Regions from separate parts of the Mus musculus genome. Here all the other regions are linked to region 5. A link is a contact called in public HiChIP or PLAC-seq, Micro-C, capture Hi-C and promoter capture Hi-C data. All regions are on one chromosome and are shown on one strand. Each heading gives the region's core, a stretch centred on a gene start, on an enhancer-like site or on the middle of the called end of the contact. The rest is flanking DNA. Distances are from core to core; before and after follow the strand shown. Region 1 holds the start of Shc2 (SHC (Src homology 2 domain containing) transforming protein 2). Region 2 holds the start of Madcam1 (mucosal vascular addressin cell adhesion molecule 1). Region 3 holds the start of Plpp2 (phospholipid phosphatase 2). Region 4 holds the start of Mier2 (MIER family member 2). Region 5 holds the start of Pdxk (pyridoxal (pyridoxine, vitamin B6) kinase).

What was found. A called contact is a pair of places that touch in the nucleus more often than the background predicts. HiChIP or PLAC-seq counts read pairs in DNA pulled down with a chosen protein or histone mark. Capture Hi-C pulls out chosen DNA fragments and counts their contacts.
Region 1: a Micro-C map of embryonic stem cells shows a contact between it and region 5, with 2.3 times the contacts expected there. The contact joins the promoter of Shc2 here to the promoter of Pdxk in region 5. A contact is called at or near these places in 6 of 39 promoter capture datasets (cranial neural crest, embryonic stem cells, hippocampal neurons and 2 more), 1 of 484 Hi-C or Micro-C datasets (embryonic stem cells), 8 of 115 datasets of contacts at active chromatin or transcription factors (SST interneurons, bone marrow-derived macrophages, embryonic stem cells and 2 more) and 1 of 9 other capture datasets (embryonic stem cells).
Region 2: a contact with region 5 is called in a promoter capture Hi-C map of adipose tissue, with 2.8 times the contacts expected there. The contact joins the promoter of Madcam1 here to the promoter of Pdxk in region 5. A contact is called at or near these places in 8 of 39 promoter capture datasets (the 3T3-L1 cell line, the C10 cell line, cranial neural crest and 3 more), 2 of 484 Hi-C or Micro-C datasets (the G1E-ER4 cell line and bone marrow-derived macrophages), 5 of 115 datasets of contacts at active chromatin or transcription factors (astrocytes, bone marrow-derived macrophages, embryonic stem cells and 1 more) and 2 of 9 other capture datasets (adipose tissue and embryonic stem cells).
Region 3: a capture Hi-C map of embryonic stem cells shows a contact between it and region 5, with 6 times the contacts expected there. The contact joins the promoter of Plpp2 here to the promoter of Pdxk in region 5. A contact is called at or near these places in 1 of 39 promoter capture datasets (embryonic stem cells), 1 of 484 Hi-C or Micro-C datasets (embryonic stem cells), 5 of 115 datasets of contacts at active chromatin or transcription factors (SST interneurons, bone marrow-derived macrophages, large pre-B cells and 2 more) and 1 of 9 other capture datasets (embryonic stem cells).
Region 4: a contact with region 5 is called in an H3K4me3 HiChIP or PLAC-seq map of embryonic stem cells, with 7 times the contacts expected there. The contact joins the promoter of Mier2 here to the promoter of Pdxk in region 5. A contact is called at or near these places in 2 of 39 promoter capture datasets (embryonic stem cells and hippocampal neurons), 1 of 484 Hi-C or Micro-C datasets (embryonic stem cells), 6 of 115 datasets of contacts at active chromatin or transcription factors (embryonic forebrain, embryonic stem cells, large pre-B cells and 2 more) and 1 of 9 other capture datasets (embryonic stem cells).

What each region holds. Positions count from the first base shown.
Region 1 is chr10:79,635,222-79,639,228 of GRCm38.p6, reverse strand. It overlaps Shc2 (SHC (Src homology 2 domain containing) transforming protein 2), which reads left to right and starts at 1,311. Exons shown (of 13, transcript NM_001024539.1): 1 at 1,311-1,780. The coding sequence starts at 1,379.
Region 2 is chr10:79,662,591-79,666,089 of GRCm38.p6, reverse strand. Madcam1 (mucosal vascular addressin cell adhesion molecule 1) reads right to left here and starts at 1,531. Exons shown (of 5, transcript NM_013591.3): 1 at 1,423-1,531; 2 at 912-1,178; 3 at 333-659. The coding sequence starts at 1,483.
Region 3 is chr10:79,531,537-79,535,370 of GRCm38.p6, reverse strand. It overlaps Plpp2 (phospholipid phosphatase 2), which reads left to right and starts at 1,584. Exons shown (of 6, transcript NM_015817.3): 1 at 1,584-1,747. The coding sequence starts at 1,696.
Region 4 is chr10:79,553,657-79,557,544 of GRCm38.p6, reverse strand. Mier2 (MIER family member 2) reads left to right here and starts at 2,417. Exons shown (of 14, transcript NM_001316699.1): 1 at 2,417-2,471. The coding sequence starts at 2,463.
Region 5 is chr10:78,463,455-78,467,523 of GRCm38.p6, reverse strand. Pdxk (pyridoxal (pyridoxine, vitamin B6) kinase) reads left to right here and starts at 2,576. Exons shown (of 11, transcript NM_172134.2): 1 at 2,576-2,763. The coding sequence starts at 2,677.

The DNA of each region.
Region 1 (4,007 bases), core at 62-2,561, 1.2 Mb before region 5:
TTTGTGCACCCAGACCGGGAACGCCTTGGTCCACACTTAATCAGCTAGATTCTACAGCCATTTTTCAGACTTCAGCCCAGTGGCGCTCCTCTTCCAGCAGACAACACCAAAGGCGACCTGGCTGGGCTCCTGAGAGTGCCTGTGTGGAAGTGGCTGAGAGCCAGGCGCGCGCGCCTCCGCCCCCTCCACAGGCAGTGATCTAGTTTCTCTCGCATCGATCTGGCCGGCCTTGCCCCTCCTCCGCACCCTGCCCCGCCCAGCACTCTTCTCTTTGTTTCCCGGCAGTACTGTCCTGGAAAGGGCGGGGGACAGAGGCAGGGTGATGATGACAACCCCTTCCCTCACAGAAGGAATCCCCTTGGGGTCTGAATCGGTGTCTCCGAGGTCTCTTGAGCCTGGGCTGGGGCTGTTGGCAGGCCTGAGAGTTCTGACCCTCGGGTTCCAATATGAACCCAAAGAACCGATGGATGTCCTTTGCTTACAGCCTAGGAAACAGGCCAGGAGCCAGCAGAAGCGACCCATGGTCACCTTTAGACTTCTCCAGACGCAGCGCCACCCGCGGTGTCCTGGGCACTTGCTTCACTTCCAGGCCTCAGTTTCCCTTTAAGCCTTGGCCTTGCTCCAGGGTTCAGTTTTCCCACTAACCAGTAAAGAAGGTTCAGTTGGAGGGGGTACCCTCTGAGTCTGAGGTTCTCTTGTCCTGGACCCCAGCCTGTGCACTGGCCCAGGCCCTATTTGGACCCTATTTAGAAGTAAAGTTGGGCAGGATATGACTGAACGTGTCAAGGACCCGGATAGTCTCATCCTGCCTCTACCACCCAGACCTCAAGTTCCCTTTTGTGCCTTATCCTTACCCTAGCCCTCGGTTTCCTCACTGAGCAAACCCGGTGGAACAGTGGCTTAAGGGATACTTAGGGGCCGGAGGATAGCTCTACAAAGCCAGGCCTCAGTTTCTCAACTTAGAAGTAAAGAAGGGCAGGATGTTGCTGGAACAGTGGTGAAGGGTGGCCTCGGGGTTAGGGGATCACTCCCTGCACCTGCGACTTCAGGCCTTAGTTTCTCTATTTAGAAGAAAAGAAGGGAGGATAGGATGCTGCTGGAGTGAAGGCAGAGACTTGGAAGTTGAAGAATGGCGCCCCGCCCCGTGTATGCGACCCCTGTCCTCAGTTTCCCCATCGGTCTGAGCCTGACTGGACATTCCCTCGGGGAGCCCCGGCAGGCTGCGCTAGGTCGGAGGCGGCGCTGCCAGAACAGGGTCGGGGTCCCAGGAGTGTAGCCCCCCGCGGCTGCGCGCTGCGCGGAGCGGTGACATCACTCGGCGGGGAGGAGCGCACGGCTCTGGACCAGGCTCAGCCGGGGCTCCTCGGCGGCCGCGGCCATGACGCAGGGTCCGGGTGGCCGCGCGGCCCCCGAGCCCGAGGCGCCCACCACCTTCTGCGCACTGCTGCCGCGGATGCCGCAGTGGAAGTTCGCAGCGCCGGGTAGCTTCCTGGGCCGCGGTCCCGCGGCGACGCGCGTGGCGGGGGTGGCAGAGGCGCAGCCGGAGCCCGGGGTCCCCGCGCTGGCCGCTGTGTTGGGCGCTTGCGAACCGCGCTGCGCCGCGCCCTGTCCGCTGCCCGCGCTCGGCCGCTGCCGGGGCTCGGGGACGCGGGGCGCGCGGGTGACTCCGGATGTCGCTGACGAGTGGGTGCGCAAGGGCGGCTTCATTCACAAGCCGGCGCACGGCTGGTTGCATCCCGATGCCAGGGTCCTGGGGCCCGGGGTCTCTTACATCGTTCGGGTGAGTGCGCTCAGCCTCTTTCCCGGCGCGCCGTGGTCGGGGACCGCTCCCACCCCCAGTTTGGTCTCTTGGACCCCAAGAGCCAAGTGAGCGCTCCCCACAACCCAGGAACCCAGTCTCCAGTACGCGCGCTTCTCGACCGCCCCCACTCGCAGGCGCTGGGGTCCGGGTTCTCACGGCGTCACGTGGGGAGGGGCGGGGAGAGGGCGCAGGTAGGGAGGGGACACACGCATGCGCAAGCTAGCCGCACCCCCCCTCCGCTATTGGGTGGGAGAGTCCTTAAGATAAGGACTAGGTATCCGAGGGTTCCCTGACCCCGGAGAAAGCAACTTTGCAGGCTTATAGTGGGGACTCAAGCTCAGGGCTCAGGGTTCCAAATTCCACATCAGAGCCGATGAAGTGAAGGGGCCTGGCTTTGTTTATCCCCTTTATTTTGGCAGAGGTGGAAAGGGGTAGGGATTTGGCCAGAGGATAGCGACTTCCAGCTGCAGGCCATCATTCTGGCTTATCAACCCCAAATATTGGGATGCTAAGATGAGTGTCACCACTTCCAGACCTTTGTTCTTTGTTTTGTTTTTGAAACGGGGTCTCATGTAGCTCAGGCTGACCTGGAAGTCACTATGTAGCTGAGGATAACCTTGCATTCCTGATCCTCCTGCTTCCACTTTGCAAGAGCCAGGGTGACAGTCATGCACCACCACACCCATTCCCTATGATGCTGGGGATGGAGCTCAGCCCTTTTCATGTTAGTTGAGCTCTGTATCTGCTTAGCCCCAGCCCCTACCCAGGTTTCTATTGTGACCTTTGCAAGGGTGGGGGGATGGTGTACCACGTGCCCTCAAGTCATTGGGGACATTTTATCTTCTCCGATCCAAGCATCTGCCCGTATGTGCAGTGTGTGAAGGTGAGCTGAGAGAAAGCTGGTGTGTGGTGCTCACCTCAGGCACTCCAGTCTGGCTTCCTGCCCACCACTGTTGATGAGGTGCCACGTGATCTCAGAATGCTGTTTGTTGGATGTCCTGCACCAGGATGCTGAGAGGGTGATCTCTCTTTGTGTCTTTGTTTTCCCCACCAGCGTCCACCATGTTACTTCTCCCTTCCCCGGGCTCCTCTGAGTCTCCGATATTCTATGTCTCGGGGAATCTTCCAAATAGGACCTTATTTGGAAGTGAATTTAGTGGAGCACACCTGTAGTCCCAGCATCATTTAGGAGGCTGGAGCAGGAGGATCGCCAATAGTTTAGGCCAGTCTGGGCTACATAGCCAGACCCATCTCAAAAGATAAAGGAAGAAAGGCATGGTGCACTTGCAAAGGCAAGGATGGAGGATCTATATGGGTTTAAGGCCAACCTGGTCTACATAGCAAGTTTCAGAATCATCTATAAACACACACACACACACACACACACACACACACACACACACACAAAGACAAAAAAAACAAATAAAAAAGGAAATACGTCTAGTGACAATTTTGGAATTTTGGTTTCTTTAAAAAATACAGAAATCTTATGAAACAATATGCTTTTGTTTTCATGCTAGCTGTTGGGATGTGGGGCTGCAGTGAACTGTCTGCAGCAGCTGACTATGATTTGCCTCATGCTCTAGCAGAGATGTGTTTTTGTCAGTTGTAGATAGTTTCTGTGATTGTGCAATGTTTGGGATTCTGGAAACTTTTTAGAGGGTATATACATGCTAGGCCCCAGAGGCGGGGTTGGTGCTTGGTGGTCGTTCAGGAGAGTTGGTTGCTGTGTGTAAGTAGTTGTGTTCAAAACAAACAAAAGCAAAGAAGTTAGATTCAGGGATCTCTCTCTCCTCTTTCTCTTCTCCGGGATGAAATGGGGTCAGGAGGATAAAGGGAGGGAGAAAGAAGAACTCACAAAGTAGCAAAGAGCAGCCACAGTAGGTTTGTTGTAGCTGTAATGAATTTAGATGAGGTTGTACTGGAGCAGGGTGGGTCCTCTTGCAATGACTGAGACATAAAAGCCAAAAAGGGGCCAGGAATGGTGGCACACACCTGTCATCCCAGTCCTGGGAAGGTAGAGGCAAGGGGATTAGGAATTCAAGGTTATTCTTGTGTAGAGGTGAGTTTGAGGCTGGCCTGGGCTATGTGAGATCTTGTCACAAGACAAAACAGAACAGCTAAGAGTAGGGGTAGAGGCTGGAACAAAAGACAAGAGCTACAAGCCGAGGGCCACTCTGAGAACCCCCAGATGCTGGAAGAAGGG
Region 2 (3,499 bases), core at 282-2,781, 1.2 Mb before region 5:
GCCCTGACTGTCCTGGAATTCGCTCGGTAGACCAGGCTGGCCTCAAACTCAAGAAATCCACCTGGCTCTGTTTTCTGAGTGCTGGGATTAAAGGTGTGCACCGCCAACCACCCACCTAGGCAAAGCCAAGAATTTGTGAACAGAAAACGACGGAAATATCATGTTGGAGCTAGCATAGAGTAGGTCCTTATCTTTTGAGTTAATCTTTTCTGGCTGCCTTGTGACACAGGCATTGAACAGTTTTGTTGGGGATCTACAGGTGGGGACAACCAATCATGGGCCAAGCCCCAGAGCTGCTGGGCCTAGAGGCAGGCAGGACCCAGTGGTCTTACCTGGAATCTCCTTTCTATGGGTCAGCACCAGTTTGGGCAGCTGCATGGTGACCTGGCAGTGAAGGGCAGGAGGGGCAGGGGTCCCCAGGGAGGGTAACCGCCAGCGTTGTGTCATTCGGAACAGTGGTGTGCCCTCAGCCTCTTGTATCTCCTCTTCTTGCTCTGGTTCCAGGGCTTGGGCACCCTCCAGTCTCTGCTCTCCCAGTAGCAGGGCAAAGGAGAGACTGTTCGGGTCTGCAGGCCAGATGTTGTGGGCCGTGCAGGACACCACCTGGTCCTGTCCAGGTACAAGGAACTCCGGGGACACCACCAGCTGGTCTGGGAAGGCTGTGGATCGATAGCAGGCCCAGGGCTGAGCTTAGAGGTCAGGCCTGGGCCAGGCAGAGGGGAGTTTGGCGTGAGAGTGCAGCTATGGCCTCAGGTGGTTGGGACAGGAAGGGTGAGTATGTCAGCCTTGAAGGTCTACAGTGTGGGGGTGGCAGTGGAGTGTGGGGACTTGGTGGGTGGTGGCACTGGTATGGCGCAAGGTCCTGATTCCCCCGGGGCAGGTGGCACCTAGAAAGGCAGAGTGGGCCTCACCATACACAAGGATCTTCACGGAGTGCTGGAAGCTTCGACTCCCGCAGGAGCCCACACACACAGGAGTGCCTGTGTCTGACAGCATGCCCCGTACAGAGAGGATACTGCTGCCTGGGAGGGTCTGTACACTGCCCAAGCTGGTGTCCAGACCACGCCAGTGCACCCGGGCTACACCCTCGTCACAGGACATGCTGCAGGTGATCTGGAGGGATGTGCCCATGGCCACAGCTACCTCAGACTCAGGGGGGTTCACCTGGAAGGACTGTCCTGAGGAGTAAGAGCATTAAAGCTGTGATGGGACAACTGGGTCCCAGGTTCCAGCCCTGACCCTGGGTTGAGACCCCAGGGCTCTCGTCCTCTGGCCCAGGTTCCTGGGCCTTGATGAGAGACCAACCGGAGCCGCACATCCCTAGTCTCTCAAAGCCGTGGATTTTCACAGCACTCCCAAACTCTCCTCCCTTGTACCCATTCATCTCTCGAAGCCTGCTTCCCTACCCACAGCCCTGCTTACCTCTGCTGAGCTGGTAGGGTACTAGGGCCAGGGCCAGCAGGAGGGCCAGGATGGATTCCATGCCTGCCTCTGTCTTGTGACCGCCAGGGGAAGCGGCTTAAATAAGAGTGGGCCGGCAGCTTCCTACTGTCTGAGACCCTGCCTCTCCTCCCCCTTCTGCCGGCTCTGTGGGACTTTCCCAGGGGGCTTTCCCAGCCCGACCCCCACTTTGTAGGAGGCAGAGAATCAGAGGCTAGAGGTGAGGCAGGGACCCGGGAACACAGTCATTACAGATGGGGAGGGAAGGTCTGGGAAGGTTCCAGGCCCCGGTTCTATGTACGGGAAGGCTGAAGCTAAAAGCTGGAGGTGGGTCACCATGGTGGGTCAAGTGCATGGAAATCTGCCAGTCCTAGGTTGCCCCGCCCACCTCGCTGACTAGAGCTGTGCCTTCACTTCCACAGGTGGCCGCATGAGGGCGGCAGAGGGGCCTGGCCTGGTTCTGGATGGTGCGGGAGTTGTTCTGGGGCCTGAGTTCCATGTGATGTGTGTCTGGGATAAGTCACCAGTTGTCCCCTAAGTCTTTGTCCTTCCACTTGCAGGCCTGACAGAGCCTGGGGTCTGGGGCTGGCTCACTTTGACCTGAAACATTGGAGACTTAGGTTTGGTGCATCCTTGTGGGACCATGGACCTTGCCAGGAAACTTGGTAAGACTGAGCAGGGTCAGAGTCCCGGGCACCCAGGCACCCAGCTGAGATGGTAGGTGGCTCCCTGATCCCTACCAGATTCCTGTCCTGGAACACGTGTCACACTTCCCACATAGGAACCGTGACCTGTGGTCACAGTAGCCCAGAACAGTTCTGTATGCTAATGAAGTATTTAGAGGCCCTGAGGGATTAGCCAATAAACTTCCCTTCCTTCCGGGACATTCCTCCCTGGACATTTAGTCTCTAGTGCATCCTGAGGAGGTGGAATGCACTCATTTTCCACGATGTACAATCAATAAACAGTTTGGAACCAAGGACTGTCTCTTTCATCAAGAATGCAGTAGGGAGCACAGAGAAAGGCTTCGACTACAGAGCCACAGCCCGAGTCTCCTGCAGAAGCCCCTCTGCACTCCAAGAAAACTGCTGCTAAGCCAAGCACAATCCTCTATGAGCTTTCCGGGCTCACCGTCACCCTCAGCCAGAGGACCCCCAATTCTATTCCTAACTCCCCGAGACACAGTGCTGACTGGATGTACAGGAGTTTGGGAGCCCCCGTGGGGCCCACGGGCTCCTCATGCAGGCCCCGGGGACCCACGGCCCTCCATTTCTGACTCCTCTGTGTGGTTGGTTTTCCAGAGGTGACTGGATGCCCAGGAGTCAGGGCATCCTAGCTTTGGCCTCCCAAATCTTAGGCTAAAATTTCCCACCTCTGAGCTGTGTATTGGTGCAACGCTCAAGCCCAGCACCTGACAGCAGCGGCGCAGGAAGTTGCCTGCCCAAGTGGCTGTCCCCACACTCCAGACATGGACCTATGGATCCTGGGCCTCAGGCTGGAGTTCTGAGGGTATCATACATTCTTAGGCGTTCTACCTCACTTTCCTCCGAGGTCGGCACACCACCTCTCCCGCGCTTCCCTCCTGACCCAGTCCCTACTGAGGAACACCAGCTGCATACTCCCAGGCTTCAGGGGCTAGCCGAGAAAGCAGGCTAGTTTCCTGTGTTCTTGCCTCAGGCAGTCACACCTTTGTACCAAGGCTCTGCAGTCTCCAGTCTCCAAGACCCTCTCACCTCCCTTTCCAACCTCCTCTGCTTTCCTAAGGCACCGGTGGAAGCTTGAAGTCTGTCTCCACTCAAGCACGTTGAGTGCTCTTGCCTAGGGGTTGACAGCTTGACATAAGCAGGGTCATTTGGGAAGAGGGAACTTCAGTTGATAAAAAACGTTCCCATCAGGGGCTGGTGAGATGGCTCAGCAGGTAAGAGGTCCTGAGTTCAAATCCCAGCAACCACATAGTAGCTCACAACCACCCGTGTGTGTCTAAAAACAGCCACAGTATACTTACATGTAATAATAAATAAATCTTTAAAAAAAACAAAACAAAACAAAATGTTCCCAC
Region 3 (3,834 bases), core at 335-2,834, 1.1 Mb before region 5:
TCCTGGCTCTCCTTTCAGCACATAGTAGGTACTCAGTGCTGCCCTGACCTGCTAAGACTTTCCTATGGTTAGGTCCCAGTAAACAGCGGTTAAAGGGGGTATTACAGATGCCACTGGTCATATGAACTGTCAGGAGCTAGGGGGACATGTCACACATATGGTAGGGTGACTTTGGCACCTCTGAGTCCATGTGCTATAGACATATGGGTGGATGTGAGGTTGAATGCTGGCGTTGGGGACCTCTGCTTCAGTTAGTGTCCTCTCACCAGAGCCCAGCCTGCCCTTGTCTTTAAAGGGTCAGACCTGCCACATAGGTGTCAGGTAGGCATGGGGGAGGGACATGAATGAAGACCTGAAGCCAGGTTTCTGCACAGTCCTTGTCCAGTCCTGTGTGTAGCACAGGTTACAGTGTATTGAAAGCTCTGCCTGCCCATTTTATAGGCCACTTTCTAGGATGCAGGGACCCTCCCTTACCCCGAACAGGTCACTGCATGCTGCTCCCCCCCAGCACCAAAGCACAGGCACTTGGGTTCTCTGAGGACCTCTCAGGTCAACTCTGCCTAGGTGACATCCTGCAGGAGAGAAGGTCAGGGGAGACCTTTTGGACCTTCAGCAAGGGGTTGTCTCTTTCCTGACCTTCCCTGCCCTCAAGTCTCAAACATCCTGGACTCAAGTCAACCTTGTGGTGGAGGAAGGTCTGACTGGCTCTGAGTGTGGCCTCCGTGGAGGCATCAAGGAGCTGGAGTCTCTGGAGTGGAGGCTTCACGCTGTGGCCTCTTACAAAGGATTCAGTGTGGGTTTTGGAGATCCTGGCCTTTCTTTCCAGAGTCTACATGCCCTTGGCTCCCAAGTGTCCCTGGCCCAGGGTCTCAGGACACCCCCTGAACAGGGTAGGCTGGGTCCCACCCATCATAGGTCAATTTCAGAATCTCTGTGGCATTCTCTAGAGTGGATACAGCCTGTGTTAAGGCATGATCCTGACCTTCCCACCATGAAGGGTCTTGAAACCTTCCAACCTGACAGCAACTACAAGATGCTACTTTAGAGGGAAGGTGGGCTTCTGCCTGAGTTTGGTCATCCCATGCTAAGGTACTTATGGGTTTAGAAGTGTCACTGTGTCCAGCACAGGTGCCCTCCTCTGGAAAGGTTGAGATCAACTTAGGAGTGCTGCCCAGGCGGTTGTCGGCTTGCCCTCTCTGCAACTCTGCATTATCACTGCAGAACCCCGCCCAAGTGTTGGGGACACCTGGGTGACCTCCAGCCTACAGTCTTGAGTTCTGGTGGCCCCTCCCAGCTGGAAGACTCCTTTCTGCATGGAGACCCCAGTCAACACTTCTGAGTCTTGTTCTCAGCCCTGAGATTCTCGGATCCCAGCTTGGAGATCCCTCCCAAATAGGGGACTTCAGTTTGTCCTGAGACACGCTCCCACACCCGCCCATCCCAGCCCCTGCCCCTGCGCGCCCGGGTCAAGGTGGCAAACACACCCCTCAGGGCCTCCGCCCTCTCCTGCCCTCCCGCCTCCGCACTTTCTCTTCATGCCACGCCCTCCCTCAGCCCCGCCTCCGCCTCGCCCGGGCCCTTTCGTCAAGCCCTGCCCTTTCCCTGGGTCCGGCAGTCTCCACCGCCATGTGATCCTGGGGCTGCCGGGACAGCTGGGGCAAGCGGGGGTCGCGGGCGTCCCTGGGCCGGGGCGACATGGAGCGGAGGTGGGTCTTCGTGCTGCTGGACGTGCTGTGCGTGTTGGTCGGTAAGAGCCTCAGCCCCGGGTGCGGGGACTTTTTCCCAGGTGCACACTCCCTCGGTCCCTCTGGCCAGTGTGCGTTAGAGATGCGGACGATGGTGACCAATGCTTTACACTTCCCTGTGAGCACCCCGCCAGCCCTCCTGGGCTCCTGGCGGGATCGGGGCTGCCTGTCTACCTGTAGCTGTTCCTGGGTGGAGGGTCCTGGCAGCAGGAAGTCGCTCGAGTGCCGCGGAGCGATGTGACTCACACGGGCGGGGCAGAACCAAGACCCTGCAGGCCAGTGACCCATGGCCAAGGTCCAGCACTGTGCCCTCGGGAGGCGGGGACAGCTAGGCTCGCACAGACAAACCTGCCATTCCGGTTCAGGCCGCTGGGAGGAGCGTCCCGAACCCCCCAGGCTCGAACAAAGGCCAAGTGTTCGTTGGGGCCCAGGGGACAGTGGCTGGATTCTAACCCAAGGCGGTGACGGTGACGGGGTGCCTCTATCTTCCTTCATTCTGCATCTCCCTCCCCTTCCACCTTCCATATCCCGGAAGGATACTCATTTTAGCTGGGCCCGTTGGCAGCCAGAAAGCCCGTGGGACACCCCTCAGCCATTGGCACCCTTTTTAAGTGTATGGGTTTGTAGAACCATTTCTGTTGCTTTAACTGTATGCCAGGGACTACAGGACTTGGAAATAGTCTACATTTTTCCTTGGAAAGTCCTGAGTCCCCAGGGGCGGAGCTACCTGGGAAGTCACAGCAGCAGGAGGAGGCCTATGCCTCTGAGTGGCTGAATGAACACTGGAGTCAGTGCACACTTTGGGTGGTGATAGGGAAGCCTTGCAGCCAGAGTGAAGGAGGCCCTTTCCTGTTGGTGGGAACAAAGTACCCTACAAATACCCACTGCAGGTGGAGGAAGAAGAGGGGACACAGCTGGGAGCCAGTGTCCTGGCCCACACCTGCCATGCAACCCAGCCATGTTCAGGGCTTTAGGTTCGTCCAGACCTTGCACAGCTGTGGTCTGCCTGGCTTGTCTGCTGAGGATTCACTAACTTCAGTTGTCTTCAGTGTTGCTCTCTACCACCAGATCCTTGGAGTTTACCTCCTCCTATGCAGAAGATGTGTGTTTCCCCTGATCTCTCACATCCTCCTCTGACCTCAGCTCCTCTATTTCCTCTGAACCCCCTCTTTCCTCTCTCATCTTTTCTGATACTCTCTTCTCTTTGATCTTCTCTCTAACCATCTCCATGTTCTTCCCTGCTCTTCCCTGCTCTTCCTCTCTCCCCTTTCCCCCCATCTTTTCCACTCCTTGCTCTCCCCCTCTCCCCTCTTCTCCCCTTCTTCCCTCTTCTTCCCCTCACCCCTCTCTCCTCCTCTCCCCCTCTCCCCTCCTCTCCCCCTCTTCCATCCTCTCTCCCTCTTCTCTGCTCTCCCCTCTCCTCTGCTCTCCCCTCTCCTCTGCTCTCCCCCTCTCCCCCTCTTCCCCTTCTCTTCCCTCCACTTCTCCTCTCCCACTCTCCCCTATGCCATCTTTCTCCTCTGACCTCTTCTCCTTCAAGACTTCTCTCACTGTTATGAAGGTGTCCCCTCCCAGGGGACACTGCTCCTGTTTCCTTACTTCTTGGCCGTACCTCTCAGCTTCATGATGTTAGCACTTTCCTGGATCATGTCTTCTCTGGACTCTGAGATGGCTCAGCCCACATCAGGGACTGTATTCTGGCCAGTCCTTTTCCCCTTTGAATGTTGAGTCTCCCCTTGGGGTTCACCTGGCATTCAGGACCTGAGGGCCACGCACTCCACACCCAGCTTCCCTGCTGCTGACGGGCAAAGGGCACTTTTAGGGGTGTCTGTGTTCCTGTGCCTGCAGAACAAGGTGCTGCTCACTGTTCTGTCCTTGTGACTGGCTCCCACCTCCCAGCAACCCTTGGTTGGAGGCTTCAGATTGCAGCTCTGTTCACAGCTTCACTGCCAGGCCATTCATTTCCAAGAGTGGCTGTGACTCTGGCTTTGGTCCGAGCTTTCTGCTTCCAGAGCTGGGTCCATCTTGTCCAGTGTGTAGCTAACATTGACTCAGAACATGAATGAAGGTAAATAAAGCAGAGACACAA
Region 4 (3,888 bases), core at 1,168-3,667, 1.1 Mb before region 5:
GACCCACCCTCATCCTAGCTGCCTGGAAGTCAGTCTTCCACTAGCCGCCTTCAGATGAAGATGTAGAACTCTCAGCTCTTCCTGCACCATGCCTCCCTGGATGCTGCCATGCTCTTGTCTTGACATTAATGGACTGACTCTCTGAACCAGTAAGCCAGTCCCAATTAAATGTTGTTCTTATAAGAGTTGCCTTGGTCATGGTGTCTGTTCACAGCAGTAAAACACTAAGACACTGAGAGTCCCCTTTTGGTGGTTCAGCTGCTTTTGGGTCACGCACACTCTCTGTAAGGCTAATGAACTCACTGCCTCCGGGGGAGTCACACCTCTATCTGTAGGACCCCTTAGGGTGACCAGTAGCTTGTAGGTTCCTCCCTAAGAAAAGTTCATGCAGCACTGGGCCAGAGGGTGGAAGGGGCAGGGCTTCGTGGAGAAAGGACTGAGCCACGCTGGCAAAGCCTCTGGAGTTACAGATGGTTGTAAGCCGCCATGTGTATGCTGGGAACCAAATCTGAGTCCTCTGCAAGAGCCACTTAACCACTGAGCCATCTCTCCATTACAGTATGGTGGTTTGACTATGCTTGGCCCATGGGAATTGGCAGTATGAGGAGGTATGGTCTTGTTAGAGGAAGTTTTTTAAAAAATTTATTTATTTTATATGAGTACACCATCACTGTCTTAAAGACACACCAGAAGAGGGCATCGGATCTTATTACAGATGGTTGTGAGCCACCATGTGGTTGCTGTGTTCCAGAACTCAGGACCTCTGGAAAAGCCGTCAGTGCTCTTAACCACGGAGTCATCTCTCCAGCCCAAGATTATACTCTTACAGACCCATAAGCTAGTTATCAATTTTGGGAAACTCAACAGTGATCCAAGTCTTTACATCTGGACTCAGTTCCAGCAATCAAGTCTGAGAGGCCTCTGTGGCACTTCCCTTGTTTTGTGGGTCATTAACTATCAAGTACTGAGTGTTGTTGATGGAACTTGGAGGCTTCTACAGTTCTCTCTCCTCTGACACTTCTGAAGAACACAGTCTCACCATTGAGCGGGACCTTCCCTTTTAGGCTGGGTCTGGAGCCCACACTTCTGTCAACAGTTTCTGAACTCTGGCCTGGATGAGAGATGTTGTCTAGGCATCACCTGAGGAAATGCTGAGTGTCCACCTCCCCTAATGATGCTCATATTTCCCAGCTGGCTGAAAGGTCACCTCAGTTCCCCATTGCAACTATCAGGTCCATGGGAAAGAAAGCCCTAACCTTGAAGAATCTTTCTGCTCATCCATTCATCCAATTGCTTAACCTTTGGTAATTGGTTAATTTGTGTGTGTTTGCTATTGTTGTTTGTCTTGACACATATAGGGTCTTACTACGTAGCCAAGGTTGTCCCAGAACTTGCTACATAGACCTCCAACTCACAGAGACCTGTTTGCCTCTGACTTCTGAGTGCTGGGATTAAAGGCTTGTGGCACCATACCCAGTAGCTTGGTTTCTTGAGGCAGGGTCTCGCTCCAAAGCCCATGCTAGCCTCAAACTGATAGTAACTCTCATGCCTCAGCCTCCTGGGCACTGGAGTTACAAGTATGGGCGACCATGCCTGGCTTTCTCTAGTGATCCTTGTCACAGTTCTCTTTTTGGGTTAGGACTGACTGACTCAGGTTCATGGAATGATGAACCCACCAAACGAGCAGGGGGCAGACTTTCTGTCTTGGGCAAATCCTCAGGGGTGGGAGACAGCTTTTGTGCTTGAACCTTAGTGGTGCCTTCACCTCCCAGCTTGGTCCTGGCCCCAGAGGGAAGGAAGAGTCATTTGGTGACTTGTGTAGACCAGAGGCCTTCACCTCTGCAAGCCTAGGTCTGCCCACCGGTCTGCCTCTCCCATTCTGTCTGCACCCTCCTGACAGCGAAAGTCAGGTTTGTGCACCTGTTCTGGAGGCTCTCATGCCCTGCTCTCTGTACCAGTGTCCTTCACCTCAGGACCACCCCCTCACCCCTAGACCATCCCTCACCTGTCAGTTGTTTCATCTCATTCTCCCTCATTTCAAGACATCCTCCCCTTCATCTCTGGACTATCCCCTCTCACCTCTAGTCCATTCCCCATCACTTCTGGACCTTCCCCTCACCTCCAGACCATACCCATTTCACTTCGGGACCCAAACCCCTCACTGCTAGATTGTCCCCTCACCTGTGGAACCTCTTCACTTGTAGACTGTTCTTCACCTGTGGCTTGTTCCCTGTTTGCGCCATCTCCCTCACCTGTGGACACACAGGAATCAGCTGATTGGCTGATGTACGGGCGTGGGGTACACCGGACCCAGGCTATAGATCTCCGCTCCTCGCCAGCACACCTACTACGCGCCTCCTGCGGCCCCGCCCCACTCCGCCTCCCAGCTCCTCCGCCAATAAGCGCGCGGCACCGCATCCGGGGACCCGCGCGGCCGCCGCCTCCCGCGCGCACGCTCGGCCATGGCGGAGGTGAGTGAGCGGCTGGGTAGCGGCCCCTCCCACACACTGCCCTGGGTCGACCTGGTCCGGCCCGTGCTCTCCCAGTCCGAGCGCCTCGAGCCTCCCCACTATTACCGGGCGGAGCATGAGCCCCGTGGGCGCCCGACGACCCCCCTTCCCCATCTCGGCTATGGTGCGCATGCGCGGGCGGGCGGGGGGGAGGGGCGCGAGGCGCGGGCGGCCGGGTGCGGGGCCGAGACCCGGGGCCGCGCGGCGGGAGGGCGCCGCGGACCGGGTGGGTGTGCGGCGCTGGCGTCTGGGACGGCGGCGCGGGGACCGCATTCCGGCGCGTTGGGGATGAGCAGGGCGCGGAGTCGGCGGCTCTCTGCGAGCGGAAAGTTTCGCGCGTGGAGTTCGTCTGGCTGTGGGAGCGAGAGCGCGGGCCTCCCCGCGGGTGCGGGGCTGCGGCGCACAGCCCAGAGCTGACCTGCACCTCGGGGTGCGGCCGCTGAACTCCGGGACCAGCCCCCAGCGACGCGCTGCGAATCCGCCACTCCGGTACTGGAACTCTGCACAGTGCGCGAGTGGGGCAGCTTGGGGCAGCAACAGGCCCGCGCGTGGGCCACAGGGTCGGGATCTGGGGGCCCCGTTGGACAACTCTGGCTGGTTGACTCAGAGGGTTCTTAGGGGTTTAGTTCCTTCTTTAGGGGGCCTTTGGGGAAGCAGACCTTCTGAAGACAAGATAGATCAACCGATACCCCTTTTGGGGCATGGCGGCCAAGTGGGTGCTCTTGGGCTGCTCTGCCCTGTGTGGCATGGGTGGTGGAGACTCCCCAGCCTGTGCTTACGTGCTCTCCTGGAGTCTAGGATTTGGAAGGGTTCTGCCTCAGTTTCCTCATCTTAAGTGGGAACCTGGTGGTGCCTTTCTATAACTGAGAGGGTGTTTTGCTGCATCCATGTTTTGAACTCATGAAAGTGGCAGTGGTTACATAGAAGTCCTCAGTGTCAGCTACTTGGTTAGTGTGTGTCTCAGCCATCTCTTTGAGCTGGTGGCTTGTCCCGTTCTTAGTCTAAGCCACACCTCTTCGCTGTGCCTATCCTTTGCAGTCCTCATGAGACCATCCAGCCCCTGGGTTTCTTTCTTGTAGTCGGAATTCCTACAGAGTTGCCTGTCAGTTGTCCCACTTCATCTGGTCTCTAGGACGCCACCTCTGACCCCAGCTGCCCAGCTCCCACCCGTTTTCTTCATTCCTGTCCCTTGGTTTAGCTCCCTTGTTTGTCCCATGTCCTAGCTCCATGTGGGTGGAGACAGGCTGAACCCGTCTCTCGGGATGTCCTAGCTGCCACGGTGGAGGGGCGAGGCTGGGACACCAGGGGCACGGGGCCCTTGCCTAGGTGTGGATGTGGGTCATTTCTCTTGAGAATGCTCTCTGACAACTCAGTATTC
Region 5 (4,069 bases), core at 1,327-3,826:
CTGTTTGAATTATATAGGGAAATCCTGCCACAAACCAACCCCACTCAGCAGAGAATGTGCTAAGGCAAAGCAGGGACTACTTCCTGACTGCACTGGGACTAAGGGAGAAATGCTAGTTGGTTTGTGATCTCCTGGAGTCACACTGCAGTCTGGCCACACTCTAGTCCATGTCACGTTACAGAAGGCTCAACACAGAGTGGCAAAGGCCTGAGGCTACTCCATGCCGAATGAGCAGAAAGAGGAAAAAAAAAAAAATGAAGGGACAGAAATCCTGAATAAGGCCACTTGCTTGCAGGAGCCTTATGCCAGGGAGCTCTGTCCACATTCAATCCCTAAATCCAAGTCCTCAGATGACCCACAGAGGAGGCAAGCCTATGCAGGAGAACTGAGGCTCAGCTCTGGGCTCCACGCACTGCCTGTCTGAAGGTGTCCTGCAGAATCTGAGAGCTGCGTATAAACGCCCCACAGTTCCCTGGGCTAGGGGACAGAAGGACATATGAGCTCTGAGTCACATTTATTCTTATTAACAGTGACAATGTCAACCATTCAAGAGCTGTCCTTTAGAGTTTCTTCTTAACCCTCCCTCGACCCAGCATGCCAAGCAAAAAACAACTGAATCACTAAGATGTCAAAGGTTTAAAAAAATTGTGTAATCCAGGGAGCAAGTAATTGACTAAGGTGAGAGCGCTTGGCACAAAACCAGGATTTGTGGATTCCTGGAACCCACACGGTGGAAGGAAAGAACCAACTCCTCCTGCAAGTTGTCCTCTGACCTCCGCATGTGCACCGTGGCGTGTGTGTGCACCACTCGCACTTGAATTAAATACAAATGTAAATTTAAAACTTTTTGCCCGGGCACGGTGGCACACCCCTTTAATCTCAGTACTCAGGGGGTGAAGAGTGGTAGATCTGATTCTGAGACCAACTCAGAGTACATAGCAAGTTCGAGTCCAGCCAGGACTACATAGTGAGTCCTTGCCTAAACAAACAAACAAAAGAACAGAATTTATTTATTTATTGGGTTTTTATTTTTTGAGACAGGTTTTGTCTGTATAGCCCTAGTCGTCCTGAAACTCATTCTGTAGACCAGGCTATTCTCGAACTCAGAAATCTGCCTGCCTCTGCCTCCCAAGTGCTGGGATTAAAGGTGTGAGCCACCACTGCCTGGTTAGAACAGCATTTGTAACCTCAGCAATGAGGAATAGAAACAGGTAGATCCCAGGGGCTTCATAACCAGGAAGCCTAGACAAACTAAGAGAGAACTTCCGGGTCCTAGTAGGGTATCTAAGTAAATGAATACATAAAATAAATCCAAGGCAGTTCCAGGTGTGGTGGCATACACCTTTAATCCTGGCACTCAAGTTAGGTGGGTCTCTGAGTTCAAAGCCAGCTTGGCTTAGATAGTGAGCTGGATCAGGGAGAGAGACATCATGAGACCTTGTCTCAAAAAAGCTAAAGAAAAGCTCAAAGTGAATTGCCCCTCCCTAAGTATAACACCAGAGGTCTTCTATACACATACACAAACACAGAAATGCCGGGATTATAAATGTACACCATTGCTCCAGGCTAGCAAGATTCAGTTACAAGAAATGTTTAGCACATACATAGTATCCAGCAAACGTTACTATCAGCAAGCAATTAATTATTCCTCCAATGTACTTCCATTTAGTTGATTCCAGTCAAGCCTTCCTAACAACTTGGTTCTTCTTTACAGCTTTTCTGGTGCTGGGGCCTTGGTATGCACCCCACCAACGGAGCCTCAAAACCACTTCCTTTTTCTGATCTGTTCCCCAAGCAATGGGAATGTTCCTTTCTCTTCAGAGCAGATCTGGTCCCCAGTACTCTCTCTCACCAAGATAAAGCAAACTTGACATACTGGCCTGTGCCACTGATCTGTGACCCTGGTGTGTCCGTGACCACAGGAGTGCCAAGTGTAGGTCTGGAGATGGGACAGGAAGAGAGGTGCGCTTTCCCTAGGACTGAGAGGACTTGGTGGGTAGTGAAGAGGGGAAGACCAGTGCAGCCCCTTCAAATCTGTCCCCATGAGTGGCTCTAAGCAGACTTGAGCCTAGAGAAGATCTCTTATTATATTGAGAAGGGGCACGTGACTCCTGACTCAGGGTAGCCTGAGATCAGATGCCTGTGAGCCCTACTGGGTCTGGGATTCCACGCAGGCCGCGTGGCTGGAAAGGATCTCCTGATCTCTGAGGGTCTTCAGGCTCTGGAGCTCAGTGGAAACTCTTTGGACAGCAGCTCCGGAGTATGCCACCCATGGAGTGATCAGCGCCGCGGGCCAAGGAGGTGGAACAGTGTGTACTGAAAGTACCGTGCTGTGGAGTGTGATACAGGCGAACCCCCTGACGCACAGACAGATCTGCAAAAAGGGATGTGAGGCCACGTGATGGAGCACAGAGGAAGGAGCTCATGTGCTGGATTCCACAGGTCCCGTTGCCCGGAGGGGCGGGGCCTGCGTGAGGCACCGCCTTCAGCCCGCCCCTCGCCGCGCGGGACTCGCGGGTTAGCAGCCGGCCTGTTGAGGTCAGAGGAGGCGGGGAGCGCGTCCAAGCCTAGCGACTGCGCGTGCTTAAAGCGCTCGGAGCAGAATCCGAGCGAGCGGCCTGAGCAACCCCAGCCTGTGACACCACCTGGACCACGCGCCACTACAGCTTTCCCGGCATGGAGGGCGAATGCCGGGTGCTCTCCATCCAGAGCCATGTTGTCCGTGGCTACGTGGGTAACAGAGCGGCCATGTTCCCTCTGCAGGTATGCGCTCCACTGCTTATGTAACCGGGCCGGGCTGCTCACTTGCGGGTCTACGGGTTCGCTGCGTGGCCTTTTCCGACTAATGACCTTGGCCCCCTGTGGCCATCCTTTTGGGTCCCTATTGAGCGCTGGGCGCGCTGAGGGCAGATCCTGGCGCAGGCAGGCCGGGGGCGTGGACTACCCTGGGGAGCTTACAGCGGGGTGGTGCAGGTGGCACGAAGCCCCCTGCCCGGCTGTGGCGCACACGGTAGCGCCTGAGGGTCCCTGTTGCTTCCGTCTGCCTGACCAACAGTGGGCAGGGGCTTCCCGAAGCGTTAAAATGCTGAGCTGGGAGAATCCTTTCCTTTGGGAGCGCGGAGAGCCTCTTGGTAGACACATTGGCTAGTGATTGCTCGCTCTCTGCAGACATCCACGTTCTGCTTCTACCCATTCTATGAACTTGGACCAAGGAGGAAGCTGGGCCCACGCTTGGGTCTGAACACTCTTAGGGTGGTCTGTCACCCGCAGAGATGGGGCTGGAACTCTGCACCTCCCGCGTGCTTGCTTTTATTCCTAAAAGACAGCATAGTTTGCTGAGTTTGGCTTTGGAAGCAACCTGTTAGAAGGGCTGTAGCCTTTTCTTCCCAGATCCTATCTCCTGTGAGATGTGTGATGAATGAGGCTATCTCTGATCATTTCTGGCAGGTGGTGCTTCCTGCTTGTGACTGGTTGCCCTTGGAGGGAACCAGGTTGTCATGGGCATTAGAATAGGGGTCATAGGCAATATCAGCTGACTGGAGCTTCCTTGCCTGGCCGGTCCAGCAGGAAGATTGGGCTGGCCTGGGCAACCAGGTGGTGGCCTCTTGCAATGTATCTTTTTTGGCTGGTCACTGAGCAGGGTGGCAGGTCCCCGTTCCCCTTCCGCTCATGTCTAGCCATTAAACTGATTCCTGGGAGATGTTAGGGTGTAGCCTCTGGCTACCATGGACCTGAAAGAAGGACTTGGAAGGAAAACAGGTGGCTGGAACTGCATTTAAGGACAATAGAGGACTGTCCTGAATCAGGCTTGCTTGCCAGACAAATAGAGCAATTGATTGTTATTATACAGCATAGGAGATCAAAGTCTGTAGGCAAGGGCAGTTGCTGAGTGTTTGAGCGCCTGTTGGTTGATAAACAGTGCTTCACCCACACGGTCTAGTGTAGGCATTCTTGTTCTATCCAGAATGCACTGGTCTGGTGCTTCATGCTCTTTACCTTTGCTCTCTAGCTTAAGGGGCCAGGATTGGGGTAACAAGGTCATTGAAGTAAGACTGTACTAAGGAGCCGG